Linked DNA regions of Hordeum vulgare: region 2 is linked to region 1. A link is a contact called in public Hi-C data. All regions are on one chromosome and are shown on one strand. Each heading gives the region's core, a stretch centred on a gene start, on an enhancer-like site or on the middle of the called end of the contact. The rest is flanking DNA. Distances are from core to core; before and after follow the strand shown.

Evidence for each region. Hi-C and Micro-C count contacts between places; a contact is called where the count stands out from the background.
Region 2: a contact with region 1 is called in a Hi-C map of seedling, with 2.8 times the contacts expected there. The contact joins the promoter of LOC123398705 here to the promoter of LOC123452582 in region 1. A contact is called at or near these places in 1 of 6 Hi-C or Micro-C datasets (seedling) and 1 of 1 datasets of contacts at active chromatin or transcription factors (embryo).

Annotation. Positions count from the first base shown.
Region 1 is chr5H:541,819,732-541,826,533 of MorexV3_pseudomolecules_assembly, forward strand. LOC123452582 (pathogenesis-related genes transcriptional activator PTI6-like) reads right to left here and starts at 2,384. Exons shown (of 1, transcript XM_045129258.1): 1 at 246-2,384. The coding sequence starts at 1,550. The coding sequence ends at 678.
Region 2 is chr5H:541,932,811-541,939,612 of MorexV3_pseudomolecules_assembly, forward strand. LOC123398705 (dehydrin Rab15-like) reads right to left here and starts at 4,397. Exons shown (of 2, transcript XM_045093152.1): 1 at 4,079-4,397; 2 at 3,501-3,980. The coding sequence starts at 4,267. The coding sequence ends at 3,729.

The DNA.
Region 1 (6,802 bases), core at 1,134-3,633:
CGGCCCTACACACTTGGAAAATGGAATAGAAAACATTCGTTTTCTACTACTGGATCCTGTCAAGCTCATCACACTCCCACTTGGGCATGGATTTGGAGCTAAAGTTAAGATGATGTGCATGCCGGATTCGATTACACGAGCGAGCAATCACGAGCCAAAATCTTCACCACTTGGACGCCGCCTCGAGTAAACAACGCATAACGACGACGACCAAAGGCGGAAAGGCAATGTAAACAACAAGCACATGAGCTGACAACCACGAAGACAATCACCACCACGACAACAATTACAGTTTTTTACTCGTCATTACATTAGAGTAACACGCGGCCGGCCACTGTCGGCACTGTCGACGCGACCGCACTGCTCCGTTTCCACGCCGGAGACGTGCGAGTTAAGGCAGATCACGCACAACGGCGGGGCGACGGGGCCCCGCCTGCGCCGCCTGACCACCATCACCACCACCACCACCACAAGCAACAAACCATTCACTCCTCTGCTGCTGCTACCGGAGGAGTACCCACGTAGATGTAGTAGTAGTACTAGATCTAATTAATAAACGAAGTAATAGTAGTAGTGACAGTACTGAAACGCATCTCCCGCCACTGGCTCACGCGTCTGCCGCCACTTCCCCGCCCCGAGGGCGCGAAACGCCGCGGCAGCCGGTGGGGGCAGGGGCGTCAGACCACGCTGACGGCGCTCGCCGCCGGCGGCATCACGAAGTCCTCGCTCTCCCACCACGGCAGCTGCCAGTCGAACTCCGTCGCCTTCGACTCGCTCTCCCACCACGGCTGCTGCCAGTCGAACTCCGCCGCCTTCGACGGCGGCGCGGCCGAGGTCAGGTCGCAGAGCTCGCCGTACAGGTGGTCCACCGGGCGCGGCGCCTCGCTCGGCGCGCGGCGGAGGACGGGGTTAAGGGGCGACGCGAACGGGTAGAACGAGTCGGCGTCGTTGTCCTCGGGCTCGGGCTCCGACGGCGCGGAGGGGAGGATGGTCGCCGGGGCCTCTGCTGCTTCCGATTCCCCGGTGGGACGGAGCTTCGCCTGCGGCGGGGAGCGGGGCTTGGTGGACGAGACGTAGTCAGAGTCGGAGCTGGAGCTGGACGAGAAGTTGGTGACGGCGCGGGATCCCTTGAGGCGTAAGGCGGCGTCGTCGTACACGGCGGCAGCCTCCTCGGCGGTGTCGAAGGTGCCGAGCCACAGCCGCTTCCGCAGGCTCGGGTCGCGGATCTCCGCGGCGTACTTGCCCCACGGCCGCCGTCGCACGCCACGGAACGGCCGACGGTCGCCGGCCTTCGCGACGCGCCGCCGCGCCAGAGCCTGTCTCCGTGGGAAGGACGGCGCCGGAGATGTCAGAGAGGAGGCCTTCACGCTGATATCGATGATCTCCCGCACGCGCAGCTTGTCGCGCTTCACCCCTTCATCCCCCGAGGAGTCGGACTCGGTGGCGTCGGCGTCCACGAAGAAGACGCGGACGCGCTTGGGCCCGGGAGCGAGAAACCCGACGCGGCGGGTCCGGCCGGCGGCGAGGGAGTCGGAAGAAGACAACCCCATCTCCGCCAGCGCTACTGAGATTCCACCACAAATCTCATCCAAGAAACACCACCAAGAAAGCCTCGTCCAATTTGGGGAAAACACGAGACCAAAAAGCTTCTCCGAACTTTCCCCTTGCAGATACTCGCCGGAATCAGCGAAGAATGGCTGGGAAAAGGCTTGGGTGTGGGGATTGGAGCTTTTGCTGGGGCTCGGCGCTGAGATCTGCCGCTCCCAGTGAGCGAGCTCACACTCCAAGAAACGGGTCAAACAAGCAAAGGCGCCGGCGCGGCGCCAGGAATCCCCAACCCGATGCCTCGCGGCTAGACACGAGGCGCCGGATTTGGGCAAGGGGGGTCGCCTCTCGGCTGGTCCGGACGGATCGAGGCGAGGGGGAAAGTAATCTTGGGATGATTTGGGGGGTTTAGACAGGGTTCTACCGGGGGCGGGTCGGCGGGATAGAAGCAGGACTGAGGTTTGGTTGAGACAGAGCTTGGAGAAAGGTACTAGTAGTACCAGCGGACGGAGATGGTATAGATTCACTCACGGCACAGGTGGATGCCACTACTGCTCCTCCCTCTCGCCCTCTCGATCTTATCACCCCTCGTGATTTTACGCTGCTGCCCTCCGCGTGACCCGCTCCGCTCCGCTCTGCTTTTGACAGGGAAACGAACGCATGCAGTGGTGCAGAGGACTGGGGCGTACCTTTGGGGGATTTGACGACTTTGCCCCTCCTCCTCCTCGACTCTTGCCTGATTCGAATTCGAATTGGATGTCCATTGCACAGCATGCGACCAGGTTGAAGTGAGTTTTTTTTATAACAGGTTGAAGTGAGTTAAGCTCGTGCGTTGCTCTGTGTCACCAGGTTGCACAGCATGTTACAAGCAGCGTTCTTGCAAATTGTGTGCTTGGCATAGTTTTGGATGACTTGTTCACAAGAAAAGTGGATTGGAACTTACACTTTTGTTAGGTGTGTGACTCGATGGGCATGATATGTCTTGGCCGGTCAATGGCCGGTCAGAAAAAGCCAATCTAGACGCGTTTCTCGGACCGGCCCATACGCTCGGATCGACCGACACCTTTTAATTCAGTTTAAATATGGGTCTGATATGAGGACGTATGAGCACGTCATCGAACTAACCGAGGGGGAGGGGCACGATCATAACCGATGCGGAGCCTGATGAGAGGAGGGGGGCGGGGGCCAGGTCGATCTGGGGCCTCCTGCTTGAGGCTTCGTCATGACCCACGCGCTGACGGAGTTTGAGGTGGCCCAAGCGATGGAGCCATTCTTGAGTCCATCTAGTCAGAGGCCGCGATGGAGGCAAACCGTCGCTTCCTCCACAAGCACGGCGCAAAGCTCGATGAAATCTTTGTCGAGATTGTCCGACAAGGAGCTGGAGGTGAGGCGGGTGGCCATTTATCTGGAGGCACAGAGGTTGTTGTCATCTTCAACGAAGAGTATGTAGGCTAGCTAGGTTATCTATGTAGTATGCTGATTTTATTTTATTTTGCATGCTTTCGCATGGATTTAAGGTATTTAATATGAGATAGTTGGATGTATGGAGAAAAATAAAGAATGATCGATCACGGTCCACGAACACGCCGACGTGTGTTCATGGTCGAAAATCGGATTTTCGAAGTCCGGCCAAAGATGTTTTTAGTCATGCATTTTGGATTAACTAATACACCTACTACTTGCATGAGAATGATTAACGAGGTTACGTACTTGTAGTGTTCTATTTCAATAATATGCTGATTTAATAGTACTCCCTCCGTTTCAAAATATAAGACTTTTTAGAGATTTTATTATAGACTATATACGGGTGTATATAGACATATTTTAGAGTGTAGATTTATTCATTTTGCTTCGTATGTAGTTCATAATGAAATCTCTAAAAGGTCTTATATTTAGAAACGAAGTTACCTACAACACGTTCCTTCATTAGTTTATTCCAAAAAGAGGTGGAAAGTGTATCTAATATCTAAAGGGGGGATTACTAGCCTCGGGTATGCTGATGACACTTGCTGTTCTTAGCAAATTCTTGTGACAAGGCCAGAAATTTTAAATGGATTCTTTTTTGCTTTGAAAATTTGTCTAGGATGAAAATCAACTTTCATAAAAGTGATCTAGTGACTATTAACATTGAGGAAGAGATGACTAAAACGTTTGCCCAAATCTTTAGTTGCAAAATTGGTTCCTTCCCCCATTAAGTATTTGGGAGTGCCTCTGCACTATGACAAGCTACGTAGGGAATGTTGGAAATATGCCCTAGAGGCAATAATAAATTAGTTATTATTATATTTCTTTGTTCATGATAATCGTTTATTATCCATGCTATAATTGTATTGATTGGAAACACAGTGCATGTGTGGATACATAGACAAAACACTGTCCCTAGTAAGCCTCTAGTTGACTAGCTCGTTGATCAAAGATGATCAAGGTTTCCTGGCCATAGGCAAGTGTTGTTACTTGATAACGGGATCACATCATTAGGAGAATCATGTGATGGACTAGACCCAAACTAATAGACATAGCATGTTGATCGTGTCATTTTGTTGCTACTGTTTTCTGCGTGTCAAGTATTTGTTCCTATGACCATGAGATCATATAACTCACTGACACCCGAGGAATGCTCTGTGTGTATCAAACGTCGCAACGTAACTGGGTGACTATAAAGATGCTCTACAGGTATCTCCGAAGGTGTTCGTTGAGTTAGTATGGATCAAGACTGGGATTTGTCACTCCGTATGACGGAGAGGTATCTCGGGGCCCACTCGGTAATACAACATCACACACAAGCCTTGCAAGCAATGTGACTTAGTGTAAGTTGCAGGATCTTGTATTACGGAACGAGTAAAGAGACTTGCCGGTAAACGAGATTGAAATAGGTATGCGGATACTGACGATCGAATCTCGGGCAAGTAACATACCGAAGGACAAAGGGAATGACATACGGGATTATATGAATCCTTGGCACTGAGGTTCAAACGATAAGATCTTCGTAGAATATGTAGGATCCAATATGGGTATCCAGGTCCCGCTATTGGATATTGACCGAGGAGTCACTCGGGTCATGTCTACATAGTTCTCGAACCCGCATGGTCTGCACACTTAAGGTTCGACGTTGTTTTATGCGTATTTGAGTTATATGGTTGGTTACTGAATGTTGTTCGGAGTCCCGGATGAGATAACGGACGTCACGAGGGTTTCCGGAATGGTCCGAAAACGAAGATTGATATATAGGATGACCTCATTTGATTACCGGAAGGTTTTCGGAGTTACCGGGAATGTACCGGGAATGACGAATGGGTTCCGGGTGTTCACCGGGGGGGGGGGGGGGGGCAACCCACCCCGGGGAAGCCCATACGCCTTGGGGGTGGCGCACCAGCCCTTTGTGGGCTGGTGGGATAGCCCAAGAAGGCCCTATGCGCCATAGGAAGAAAATCAAAGAGAAAAGAAAAAAAAAGGAGGTGGGAAAGGAGAGAAGGACTCCACCTTCCAATCCTAGTTGGACTAGGATTGGAGGAGGACTCCTCCTCCCTTGGTGGCGTAGCCCTTGGGGCTCCTTGAGCCTCAAGGCAAGCCTCCCCTCCCTCCTCCTATATATATGGAGCAATTAGGGCAGATTTGAGACAACTTTTCAAAGGCAGCCCGACCACATACCTCCACGGTTTTACCTCTAGATCGCGTTTCTGCGGAGCTCGGGCGGAGCCCTGCCGAGATCAGATCACCACCAACCTCCGGAGCGCCGTCACGCTACCGGAGAACTCATCTACCTCTCCGTCTCTCTTGCTGGATCAAGAAGGCCGAGATCATCGTCGAGCTGTACGTGTGCTGAACGCGGAGGTGCCGTCCGTTCGGCACTAGATCGTGGGACAGATCACGGGACGGTTCGTGGGACGGTTCGCGGGGCGGATCGAGGGACGTGAGGACGTTCCACTACATCAACCGCGTTCACTAATGCTTCTGCTGTGCGATCTACAAGGGTACGTAGATCGGAAATCCCCTCTCGTAGATGAACATCACCATGATAGGTCTTCGTGCGCGTAGGAAAATTTTTGTTTCCCATGCGACGTTCCCCAACAGTGGCATCATGAGCTAGGTTCATGCGTAGATGTCTTCTCGAGTAGAACACAAAAGTTTTTGTGGGCGGTGATGTGCGTTTTGCTGCCCTCCTTAGTCTTTTCTTGATTCTGCGGTATTGTTGGATTGAAGCTGCTTGGACCGACATTACTCGTACGCTTACGAGAGACTGGTTTCATCGCTACGAGTAACCCCCTTTGCTCAAAGATGACTGGCAAGTGTCGGTTTCTCCAACTTTATTTGAATCGGATTTGACCGAGGAGGTCCTTGTATAAGGTTAAATAGCAATTCATATATCTCCGTTGTGGTGTTTGCGTAAGTAAGATGCGATCCTACTAGATACCCATGGTCACCATGTAAAACATGCAACAACAATTAGAGGACGTCTAACTTGTTTTTGCAGGGTATGCTTGTGATGTGATATGGCCAACGATGTGATGTGATATATTGGATGTATGAGATGATCATGTTGTAATAGATAATATCGACTTGCACGTCGATGGTACGGCAACCGGCAGGAGCCATAGGGTTGTCTTTAAACTAACGTTTGTGCTTGCAGATGCGTTTACTATTTTGCTAGGATGTAGCTTTATTAGTAATAGCATGAGTAGCACGACAATCCCGATGGCGACACGTTGATGGAGATCATGGTGTGGCGCCGGTGACAAGAAGATCGTGTTGGTGCTTTGGTGATGGAGATCAAGGAGCACGTGATGATGGCCGTATCATGTCACTTATGAATTGCATGTGATGTTAATCCTTTTATGCACCTTATTTTGCTTAGAACGACGGTAGCATTATGAGGTGATCTCTCACTAAAATTTCAAGACGAAATTGTGTTCTCCCCGACTGTGCACCATTGCTACAATTCGTCGTTTCGAGACACCACGTGATGATCGGGTGTGATAGACTCAACGTTCACATACAACGGGTGCAAAACAGTTGCACACACGGAACACTCGGGTTAAGCTTGACGAGCCTAGCATGTGCAGACATGGCCTCAGAACACATGAGACCGAAAGGTCGAGCATGAATCGTATAGTTGATATGATTAGCATAGAGATGCTTACCACTGAAACTATTCTCAACTCACGTGATGATCGGACTTGAGATAGTGGATTTGGATCATGTACCACTCAAATGACTAGAGAGATGTACTTTTTGAGTGGGAGTTCTTAAGTAATATGAT
Region 2 (6,802 bases), core at 3,147-5,646, 120 kb after region 1:
ACTACATCAACCGCGTTCTCTAACGCTTCTGCTGTACGGTCTACAAGGGTATGTAGATCACTCATCCCCTCTCGTAGATGGACATCACCATGATAGGTCTTCGTGCGCGTAGGAAATTTTTTGTTTCCCATGCGACGTTCCCCTTCAAATAGTGACTTAGGAATCAACTATGTAAGATCTGAACTTTTCACATGCAAACACGACTGCTAAAAATTCCTTTTCCGTAGTAGCATACTTTCTTTGGGCATTGTCTACAGTTTTACTAGCATAGTGAATAACATTCAACTTCTTATCAACTCTTTGTCCTAGAACATCGCCAACAACATAATCACTAGCATCACACATGATTTCAAAAGGTAAGTTCCAATCAGGTGGTTGAACAATAGGCGCAATTATCAAAGCCTTCTTAAGTATTTCGAAGGCTTCCTCACAATCATCGTCAAAAACAAAAGGAATATCCCCGCCCTCACAATTATCAAAGCCTTCTTAAGTATTTGGAACACACATTGAAGATAACGTGACTTATAGTTAGGACAACCACATTCCCCGCCCTCTGTGATTTAGATTTAGGGGTGCCCGGACATTACAGTCTGTTGAATGTTGTGCCCCCGGTGATTTAGATTTAGTGGTGCCAGGACATTACAGTCGGTTGAATGTTGAGGAGACAGTTGGGCGTCCATTTGGGCCCAAACACGGTAGAACGTATGAGGAGAAATGATCTTGGACCTTGAAGACGATTTTATGGTCTATTCTATGCATTGTAGCACGTAGCAACGCACGTGCGTTCTTCGACCTTGAGGACGACTTTATGATCTATATCTATGCATTGTAGCCCGTAGCAACGCACATACGTTCTACCAGTTAGATGATAATTGTCATATCTATTTAGATAACTACTATCTTAACCATCTTGGGTTGTAGACTTACGATCCGATTGTAAAGACTTAACGGCGTGCGTTTGTGTGCATTTTCACAAACTAGCAAGTGCAGCGCGCGTGATGGACCAGCCCATTAAACAATGTATATTAGTACTGCAAAAACTTAGGCGTCAAGTGGGATTCGAACAACGGAGCATCTCGTTCGATAACCACCCAACCACCTAATTGGATGTGCTAGATAAGCTTATTTTAATTCTATTACTTATTCGTTTTTCAAACAGTTCTGCTTAGTTTTCTCTTTTTCTTTTTCTTTTTTAGTTTTTCTTTTTTCTCATTCTTATTATTTCTTTGATAAATTATGACAAATTTTTTAAAATTGATGAATTTTTTCCGTTTTTGATGAATTTTTTTATCAAATTCAATGATTTTATGATATACTTTTTAAAATTGGTGAATTTTTTTCAAATTTGATCAATTTTTTTAAGTTGGTTATTTTTTTAAAAATGTGAATTTTTTCAAATTCTTAAGAAATGATGAACTTTTTCCAATCAATGAACCTTTTTTCAAAATTGATGAACTTTTTTTGCAAAACCGATGAATTTTTTCGACAATGATGAACTTTTTCCATTTCTATTAGTTTTTTCTTTTAAATTTCGTCCGCCTTTTTTAGCCCGCAAACTCTTTTTTTGTGAATGATTTTTTTAGTTCCTGATCTTGCAAAAAAAACATACACATATGTTTTGAACAGCCAACTGGTCAGATCGGTTAATTATTGAACTTTTTTCTTAAAATCAGTGAAAATGGTTTAATTCAGATAGTGCGGCCAGAATGGTTCTTAAAACGTGCGCGTTGTATCTAATCACTATTATTGGATTACTGTGGCGTGGGTTCAATTCCTGTGACTCATAATATTTTTGCTGGTTTTTTTGTGATACAGTATTTGGATGCGCAACGTCTTTATGAGCCAGCTTCCAAAACAGCCCAGAAAAGCGATTTTTTGTGATACGGTATTTGGGTACGCTACGTGTTTATGAGCTTGAAAATAGCCTAGAAAAAAAGCATGCAGGCACCAAGTTTCTTAATCGGTTCTGAATATGTCGACTAAGGGTTTCCGGACTTAATCACCCTTCGCGTTTTCATTGGAAGTCATCAATTAGCGAACGCTTTTTCCGCAGCTTTTCAAAGAGCATTCTCGCGCGCTGTCATTTGACGCGTTCTCCGCCATCGCCACGTGTCATATTCTAAGCGTTTTCTTGGATTTTCGTTTTATTATTTTTTCGTACGTGTTTTTTACTTTCTAAATTGTTTTTTCTGGTGTTTCTGTTTTTCACCGGCCGTTCTTCGTTTTTTGACGAAAAAATTAATTATTTTTTGCGAAAACATGTTTTTTTACGAGAAATATGATTTTGCTTTTGCGAGAGGCATGTTTTTGCCTCCGCCGTGCCTTTCGGAAACAAAAAAACGTATTTCTGTTTTTTTTGGCGAGAGGCACGGTTTGCTTTCGCGAGAGACAGGTTTTGCTTTCGTGAGAGGCCCGGTCGTGTCTCTCGAAAAGAAAAAAAGTATTTTCTGTTATTTTTGTAATAGACATGATTTTGCTTTTATGAGAGGCATGATTTTGCTATCACGAAAGGTACGGTTGTGCTTCTTAGAAAGAAAAAAATGTGTTTTCTATTTTTTTGCAAGAGGTATGATTTTGCTTCCGCGAGATGCACAGTTTTGTTTTTGTGACACGCATGCCCGTGCCTTTTAGAAAGAGAAAAATGCGTTTCTTCGAGAGACACGATTTTGCTTTCATGAAAGGCACGATTTTGTCTTACGTGAGAGCCACAATTAAAAAAATATGCTTTTATTTTTCTATCTCGGGTGGCATGGTTTTTTTATCCGGTTTTTTTTTAAAAAATTCTTTAAAACCTATCAACATGACATCTATTTTTGAAGATCTCAACGCAAAAAATCAAATTGTAAAAACGGTTCAAGATTTGAATGCACAATTTAAGAAATAAAATATTTCAAAAAATAAATCGACGAAAAAAAAAAACTCACAGATTACGACAAGTGACACGCATACAGTGCGTCATTTGTCGCGACCTAGGATTTGTTAAAAAGAGTACTAGCTAATTAGTTTGTTCAAAAGGTGAACACTGTGGATTTATTTTTGACAATGAATTTATGTTGGCTCTATTTTCTTCATTTTAAGCTAAGGAGATGTCTTATCGAGTATATGACCATTTATTTTGACATGAGACAATCCAAAAGCGTCATAGATATTAACATAGTCATGATAATTGGGGTAAACCAAATGCTAGCTATAGTCGATGTTTCCGCAATTTTTTTTAGAAGATGTAACTGTTGCTCTTTTCGTTTTGCACCAGCATGCTTTTTTTTTAGAAGATGTAACTGTTGCTCTTTTCGTTTTGCACCAGCATGCTTTCTACTTTGTGTACAACATACTAGAACATATAGACTTATATTTAGTAACGGAGGGAGTAGAACATACGTTCTGGGTGCAAGGGTAAAAATGACATTGGTCCTTCGTTGGACAGACATAAGGGCCTGATTTCCTTTGTCAGAGAAACAAGTTCAGTTGATTCGCAAAAAAAAAGAAAGAAAGAAAGAACGAACCGAAACAAGTTCACTTGTATTCTGAATTTTTTTTCAGCAAGAAGACACAAGAACACACAAACATAAACACAACGCACGCTGTATACAGAAAAGTGTCCCCGACACAGATGAAATCAGAGGCAACGTTTCGTTCAGCTTCATCTTATTATTGAATGAAGATCACGTGGAACTGGAAGGCTTCGACGCGTAGCTATGCAAAGAAAGCAGCCAGCCGGAGCCGGCGGCTCAGTGCTGTCCCGGCAGCTTCTCCTTGATCTTGTCCATGATCCCCTTCTTCTCGCCGGTGCCGGCCATTCCTGCGTGCCCTTGCTGCCCGTAGGCTCCACCAGTTCCAGTTCCCGGCCCGTATGCTCCTCCGGTTCCAGTCCCCGTCGCCATGTGCTGCTGGTTGTCCTTGTGGCCGCCGGGGAGCTTCTCCTTGATCTTCTCCTTCATGCCCTTCTTCCTCCTCCCGCCCATGCCGTCGTCCTCGGAGGACTGCACACACACACACACGCATACAGGCACGGAAATCAGCATCTAAACATACAGAAGCACGTGAATGCGTACATGTGTGTGTCGACAGAGCATCATACCGAGCTGGAGCTGGAGCTGCCGGAGCGATGCAGTATCCCACGGGTCTTGTGCTCCTCCCTGCGGGCCTGGAACTGCCCGCCGGTGCCGGGAGCGGCGTGCGCTCCCCCCATGCCGCCGGCCAGCGGGAACGGGTTGCCGTACTCGTCGACGCGGTTGGCGGGGTTGTCGTGCTGCCCTTGGAACTCCATCTTGCCTGCTACTACTACCTTGGATGATGGACTCTTCTCCCTGAACCGGACTGCGAGTTGAAGTGTTGTGCCTTCAGCTAGCTTTGGACTTCGGATGACAGACAGACAGACAGACAGCTCGTGGGTCGTGTTGTGCAGCGAAGAGTGACGCCGGGTGGATATTTATACCGTGGCGACAGGCCGGGTTGTAACGGGATGTGGCAGGCCAGGTGGCTACTGCAGGGGGGGTACGTGTGCTTTCGTGGTGAGTCCGGCGGCGCAAGTGGTCGGCGTGGGCGCACGGATAGCCGGGACGCGTGCACGCGCCGCGGTCCTGAACGTGTCGGTGGCGACACTGACACGTACGCGTTCGGCTGTTCTGGAAGGGTGACTTGACAGATTAGCTCGGCGTTCTATTTTTGATGTTACAGTAGTACTACAGTTTAGTACAGCACGGTGACGGTGAGTAAGATGAACAAATTATAGGGCAGTGCACCTTGTTTCGTGACTTCATCTGTCGTGTTTGGATCCTAGGGTTAGAGTCAGGCCCGGTCATGGGGCAGGGCGAGCGGGGCGGCCGCCCCGGGCCACCCAACGAGAGGGGCCCCAGCCCAGTATGCCTTGCTTACTAGTGGCGGAGGAGGAGGTGATCCTTTTTTGCCGGCGGCTTCAGCGACAGCGCCATGAGAGCTGAGCGAGGGCGCATAAAAAAAGTAAATAACTGAACGATAGTTTCATACTCACATGGGTCGTAGGCCTTTTCCTTTGATACATGACGTGAAAGGGTATTTTACCTGATGTTTCCACTGGATGAATTGGGTGGGCCAGATGACAAGCACAGAGCTATTGTTTAGAGTAAAAATACACATTACAAATTAGGTAAAGATGCTATGCAGAAACGAATTAAATACTCACTCTGTTTTAAATTACTTGTAATTAGAAATGAATGTATCTAGATGTATTTTTAGTTCTCGATACATCAATTTCGATCCATTTTCCCAACAAATAATTTGGGATGGAGGGAGTACTAGAGTATTTATTTTTCTGACAACAAGAGTCCTTTATGTAGTCTCTTGTTTTTCATCCTCCCAAACCAAAAGGTAATCACCTTGCTTTCATTTTAGATGTTTGGTACAGTTATTTATTTTATTTAGCAGTCAAATACTTCCTTAGTAACCTATGTGAGAGGGGTAGTTTATTTGTTTATTGATGGTGAATGAAACATTTGGTTAAGGTTTTTTTCACCAGTGATTTTGGATATAGTTATTTTAGCATAACATGGCTTTTGTTCACACTTTCTGTTTGATATCATTTTATATCATATATGTTAATTATTATTTTGATGGATACATTAAGGGCCCTCGGGTTCAACTTTTGCCCCGGACCTTCGAAATTTCAGGACTGGCCCTGGTTAGAGTTAGAGTGAGTTAGATTTGAATCATCTAACCCTTAAAGATCCAAACAGGTGGGTTAAAGTTGGTTAGATGCATCTAACTCATTCAAAAACTCTAACCCATCCAAGAGGTGCTTTTTTGGGTTAAAATAGGTGGGGTCCAGGGAAAGAGAGAGGTCCAAAATAATCAAATGATTGAGAAAGAGCATTTATTGTCCATCTAACCCTCCCATCCAAACACATTTAGAGTTAGAGTTAGTTCAGGTTAGTTCAAGGGTTAGAATCTAATTATAACTCTAACCAGGTTAGAGTATCCAAACAGATTACTATGATGAGACGCAAGTGACGAATAAAAAATGCTTGTTACAAAAAATATGATCGACAAGAGTAGAAAATGAAATGAAAGACAATTTTTCTATTACGGTAATAACATTTATAGATTGATGTTCGATAGGAAGAGTTTTTCCGATGAAGCCAAGAATTGTATGCCAAAACAACTGAAATTGTCATGCATTTGTAAAGGATTTGCCGTGTACAGATGCGAAAGTAGAGAAAAAAAATGCCCTGCCGCGTATAGTAACTTCTTATAAATTGCCATGTGCTTGATCTCAGTCCGATTGCAACGAGGGCGTTGAAGCCCCTAAAAATCTGACATTCGTTTGGCATATGGAAGTCCGTCTTATCACAAAAAAGAGGAGCCCATCCCTCTAAATTCATCAACAATAAGGCAACGATCTGCGCCGGCGGACCGGCATAACGAATGAGTCGGTCACGTCCAGGCTGTCCGATGCAGTGATCCATCGTCGTTACACCTGCGCGTCCAGGCTGTCCGATGCAGTGATCCATCGCCGTTACACCTGAGCGCCCCACTCAAACAAACCGTTGTAGCAAAAATCTATTATCTACTCCCTCCGTTCCTAAATATAAGACCTTTTAGAGATTACACTATAAACCACATACGGATGTACATAGACATATTTTAGAGTGTAGATTCACACATTTTGCTCCATATATAGTCTACTAGTGGAATCTCTAAAAGGTCTTATATTTAGGAACGGAGGGAGTATGTTGCAACCTCACCCCCCAAGCACGACAAGGAAAATACCCCCGCGTCGGCCCGTCCCCGATCAACGGCGTCGGTGATCGACCCCATCGATTTTTTG